Linked DNA regions of Sus scrofa: region 1 is linked to region 2. A link is a contact called in public HiChIP or PLAC-seq data. All regions are on one chromosome and are shown on one strand. Each heading gives the region's core, a stretch centred on a gene start, on an enhancer-like site or on the middle of the called end of the contact. The rest is flanking DNA. Distances are from core to core; before and after follow the strand shown.

Evidence for each region. HiChIP or PLAC-seq counts read pairs in DNA pulled down with a chosen protein or histone mark.
Region 1: a contact with region 2 is called in an H3K27ac HiChIP or PLAC-seq map of alveolar macrophages. The contact joins two enhancer-like sites. A contact is called at or near these places in 1 of 47 Hi-C or Micro-C datasets (embryonic fibroblasts) and 1 of 2 datasets of contacts at active chromatin or transcription factors (alveolar macrophages).

The regions. Positions count from the first base shown.
Region 1 is chrX:10,550,661-10,553,360 of Sscrofa11.1, forward strand. All of the region lies in intron 1 of GPM6B (neuronal membrane glycoprotein M6-b), which reads right to left. Among named protein-coding and RNA genes, the nearest start is that of GPM6B, 31 kb to the right of the region's middle. Within about 2 kb of position 1,326, at least 16 of the 83 cell types and tissues checked have an H3K27ac peak or open chromatin away from gene starts, as enhancers often do. A contact at or near this core is called in alveolar macrophages, where this site is marked.
Region 2 is chrX:9,750,786-9,753,578 of Sscrofa11.1, forward strand. No RefSeq gene overlaps it. Among named protein-coding and RNA genes, the nearest start is that of TMSB4X, 100 kb to the left of the region's middle. Within about 2 kb of position 1,461, at least 29 of the 83 cell types and tissues checked have an H3K27ac peak or open chromatin away from gene starts, as enhancers often do. A contact at or near this core is called in alveolar macrophages, where this site is marked.

The DNA of each region.
Region 1 (2,700 bases), core at 76-2,575, 800 kb after region 2:
CATTCTTCCTGTCATTGCATTTGAAGGAACTTCAGGGTCATGTGGTTTCACTCCTCCACTAGACCTGCCAGAAACGAAGAGCCCTTGTTCCCTAAGTCCAGCCAGCCAGACAAGGTCATGGTGCCAAACCCCAAGATTTTTGCATGCTTGTTGTGGGGACTCCATGTTCAAATACACTTTGGCAGACAATGTGCACTTGAACCTGAAGACGGACACAGTCCCCCAAGAATGGGGCCAGGAACTTGGTGAATTTTCTTTCCTGCTGCTCTCTGCTCAACCTGGTCCTGAAACTTAGACTCCATGGAGATTTCCCTACCAAGAAAAAGATACTCTGAAGGCCAAAATCGGCCTGCGGATTTTATTTCTCACTACAAATTAACGAACCTCCGATTTAAAGTTCTATATTCAAAAAAGAATTGCCGAATTCTAATTGCGAAGGTGGCAAAAGAAGGTTACGCTAGAAATATAAACTACTACCATCAAGCCTCATCATTTGTTGGGCTGAGTTCAGAATTCCTATATGATGGTCAGGCTCTTAGTGGTTGCAGAAAATTAGGTGATTGTGTAACAGGAGTCCAAGTGTGTGGTTTCCAGACTCAGTCCACTGTCAGTGAAGTACAGTCTCCTTTAATGCACATCCTTTACAGCAAAAACACAAATAGGATCCTCTTTACTAAGGTCTTCATTCCTATCTGCCAATGGGTGCCTTCAAAAACAAGTGGGAAATACACCAGGCCTAGATACAGGAATGTTTCCTCTCACTTAATTTGTTATTAAAGGTGATTCCATTAAAGTAGATTGGATTTATTTCAGCATTTATGTTGATTATCTCACTCAATCATCTCAGCCACTCTGAGCTAGAGACAGCATGCTTCCGCCACTGTGCTAATGAAAATGGCCTGCCCGAAAGTGATTGCCCAACACTGTCTCATCTACTCCTCGGGGAGGGTATTACCCCATTTTCAACAAGCTTACTTAAGCACACAGAGGCTAACTGGCTTTCCCAAGATCATGAGATAGACAGAGGAAGTCACAGTGCTAACACTCAGGCCTCTGACCCTTGTCCAGAATGCCTTCTCCTCGGCCTCAACAGCTCCCACTAAACGAGCTGCCCAAAGGCCAGCAGAAAATCACTAAGAAAACCAGAATAAAGTCAGGCTTCTGTCTCCCACCATAGTCAGGGCTCATGATGCATACTCACAACCAAATGCCAATCCAATCACAGAGAAGCCTGTCTTTTTAAAATCCCAACAGACTTGACAATCCCAAGGACAGGGAACAGTGCCCTCTGAGCACATGAGCTGCAGTGACACAGGATGAACTGCAGGGGGCCCATGTGAGCCAATCCCATTGAGAAGGTATTAAGGATGGGGCTCCATCAAGATGGGAGGAGGAGCATGGATGGACCTAGAGAATGTCACACTGAGAAGTAAGCCAGACAGAGAAGGACAAACACCATATGATATCACTTATATGTGGAATCTAAAATATGGCACAAATGAATAAATAAAATATGATACAAATGAACTTATTTACAAAAGCAGAAACAGAATCACAGACATAGACAACAGACTTATGGTCACCAAAGGGGATGGGTGGTGGAGAGACAAATTAGGAATCTAGGATTAACACATACACACTACTATATATAAAAATAGATAAACAACATGGACGTACTACAGAGCACAGTGAAATATACTCAATATCTTGTAATAACTTATAATGGCAAAGAATCTGAACTAGATGTATATGTACAACCGAGTTACTCTGTTGTACACCTGAAATAACACAATGTAAATTAACTACACTTCGATTAAAAGAAATAAACATGAAAGTATGATCAAGTGAGGGCACTCCATTGGCTGTTAACCGGTGTGTCCGACCAGACGGGAATGTCAAGGTCAAAGCTTTCTATGTCATCATGTAATACGTAATTATACATGCATGTATAGTACGTATGTTCTTTCTTTATTAATGCTGCTTAGGGTATCATGTACAACTTCAAAGACGTGACAAGTGTTAACAACATTTGGAGATACCTGCAACAACTATAGAGATATGGATACAGGTAGACCTCAGAGATACTGCAGGTTCCACTCCAGACCACAGCAACAAAGCAAACGCTGCAATAAAGCAACACACACATTTTTTTCGGTTTCCTAGTACATATCAAAGTTACATTTACACCATACCAATCTATTAAGTATCCAATAGCATTATGCCACCAGAAATGCATAGACCTTAATTATAAAAAATGCTGTTGGAAAAATGGCGCCAATAGACCTGCTTGATACTGGGTGGCCACAAACCTTCCATTTGTAAAAACCGCAATACCTGTGCAGCGCAATTAAGCAGAGACAAAACAGGATGTGCCCATGTATCTGTGATTTCTATTCACGCAGCAAAGTCATGGGTCTACTGAAGCGTGGCCCACATTCATGTGAAAGCAAATGCTAAGTTTCTATTGGAGGTGAGTAAAAACAGGGGTGTATTTTTTTCGTATCCCATTTCCTCCTGAGTTCTCTTCCCACAGGCCCCTTGAAGGTGTGTGGACCCCTTTAGAAGCCCCGGCTCTAGACCAGGGGTCAGCAAGGCCAAATCGGACCTGCAGCTGGATCATACATACAGCTTTATTGGCACATGGCCACACCCATTCAACTGCGGACCAGCTAGTGCTGTTTTGGCCTACAAAGCACAGCT
Region 2 (2,793 bases), core at 211-2,710:
GCAGTCTTGCAGTGTGGTTATATTTGAAATCAGCGGTGCCAGATGGGTTTGTTGTTTGGTTGGTTTTTCAATTCCTAATGGAAGTGTAACGTGCTTGCGCTGTGAGTATGCCTCGCAAATGGTGGCTTTGTCTGCCTTGGAAGGGGAAAACTTGACCCGATGCCGCTGGGATCTGAAAGTGTGGTTCCTAAGAGTCCGAATAACCTTGGGCCCTTGGACTCGCCATTAATGCTTCTTCAATAGTGAGAAATAACATGGATTGGCACTGAGACCAGATTCCTAAGAGGAGGCAGCTAAAAGGTATTGTCATTTAGCTTCATTTCCCAGAAGGGCTCACTCAGCTGCCTTCATAGAGCAAGATGCTTCCTCTAGACGTGGTCTCTTTAGAAGTTTGGGGGATTGTGGCTCAAGGGAAAATGACTCCGTCTGAGGAATTCTTTAAGAGCAGCTGAGAAATGGCCCTAGGCCCCGGCTTCTCCTCAGCTGGATCCAGTTTGTGGTCCTTTTCGTGGTTTGCAATCAGAAAAAAATAAATACCGTGTGAGAAATCAAACGGGTTTTGTCAAAGTGGAAAAATGATGGCCTCTCCCTAACACTAGGGTTAGACAGAAGCCGGCGAGGGTGTCTAGTGCGAACATTTCCGGTGGCCAGACCTACCTGGCTGTTACCCTGAAACCACGGCTATCTAGCACATGCTTGCAGGGACCCCCCAGAAGCTTCCTGCTGAGAAGGATTGCACACTGCGGTACCAGTTGCTTTGCCTGTGTGCCGTTGCTGAGCAAGGAGGCAGAAGAACGTGTACTTTGAATTTTTAGGTATTTAGGAAGACTATCCATCAGCCCACAGATGCCACAAGACAATACAGAGAAGACTGCACATTCAGCTTAGCCATTCCATCGAGGCCTTAGGGAGGGGTTGGGACAGCTCCAGGGCTCAAAGCAGTCCAGTTTGGCAGAGGGACCTCCAAGGGAGGCTGGGGCCGAGGAAGGGAGCCTCCTGACTGCTGGCAAGATTCTTCTTGGAGATGGAGCCGATGGGACTGGCCGAGGCAAGTCAGTCTGGGAGGCCAGAAGGCTCGCAGCCTGTCCTGTTGAGGCCGGTCCCCATGAGAGACAAGTCCCAGAGAATGTGGCCTCGTGTAATGCTCACATAACCTTCCTCCATCCCCCGCCCCGCAGCGTGTTCAGCTCAGCGTGTTCTCCGGGGGATGGTGGCGGCTGCTCTTCTGGGCAACAACAGTGGACACACGTTCAGTGAGTTCAGGGCAGGCATCCGGCCCCCAGTGAACAGTGGTGTCAGAATTCTGAGCGAGCGGTGAGCAGTTTCCTGAAGATAAAACAGCACAGCAGCCACAGCCACAGCGCCCCAGACCGGGGCTCTCTGGGGTCTGGGGCCCCTCCTCATGCTCAGCACAGTTTGCTTCAACGTGCTCTGCGGTTGAGCAAGGCTTCCTCTTCCCCTGTGTGAACTCCAGGAAACAGAAGACCGTCTCCGCCGGACACCAGCTGCCCTGGCCTCGTCTCTTGCCCTCCTTTGCTGGTCAGCTCTGAATTCCTGCATTTGCTCAGACAGCTGGGAGGATGGTCGCAGCCCACGGCCCTCAATTCGCATGCAAGAGGGGCCACCTCCTTCGCCAAGGCCTGGGCCAGCTTCCCAGCTCCACATCTGAGTGTGAAAGGAGCGCCTCCCCCTCCCCTCCCCCTGCCCCAGCGAGCACATTCTATGGATTCCCCATGACCCTGTACCAAAAGCAGCAGAGTAGAGACAGATGGCTTCGGGCCCATGCTAGCCTCCAGCGCGTGTCCACTGGACTATTAGTGCCTTGCTTTTCTCCCATGTTCATGTTATTAATGAATTAATTAAGGGTATTCTTTCTCTAAATGAATTTTTCATGATAAAACCAACCCTTAAGACCTGTGGGAACTTCGAACCATCCAGAAGGGCACAGTGATGAAAACAAAACCAAAAAGCCCTTGTGAACTTCATCCTCAGCCAGCCAAAGCTGCACTTAACATTTTGATGTATTTCCTTTTAGTGTTTGTTTCTCTCTCCTGACATAGTTTCAGAAACACCCGTCTCTCTCTCTCTCTCTTTTTTTTACAAACCTATATCGTTCTGGATACTCAATTTTGTTTTGTGTTATGTGGTAATTTAGCCACCTTACCCCCCTTCTCCTACAACATGGGTTATTAATGGCTCTGTTCATGGTAAGAACATGCCGTATATATTCAAAAATTACTATTGAGGGACACTGAAAATGTCATTTTTCTCCAGAATAACACTGTAATGCACATCTCTGTTCATAGATTTTTTTTTTCTTTGCTTTTTAGGGCACCTGCAGCATATGGAAGTTCCCAGGCTAGAGTCAAATTGGAGCTACAGCTGCTGGCCTACACTACAGCCACAGCAATGCAGCATCCGAGTTGCATCTGGGACCTACACCATAGCTCACAGCAATGCCGGATCCTTAACCCACTGAGCGAGGCCAGGGATCAAATCCGCATCTTCATGATTACAGGTTGGATTCGTTACCACTGAGCCACAAGGGGAATTCCAGTTCATAGATTTTTAGACTCTGTCTCTGAATAGTGGCCAAAAGTAGGACCCTAGAAATAAAAATTTCAAGATCAAAAAGTGTAAGCACTTTTTTTTTAGGTATACTTTTAAGGCTGTTGATGCACGTTGTCAGACTGCCCTCCAAAGTGGCTCTACCAATTCAGTCATGTAAGTTTCCTTTGTCTTTGTTAGACGTGGTACTAGGGACTGATAGTGCCCATGCAGTGTCTTAAGTGA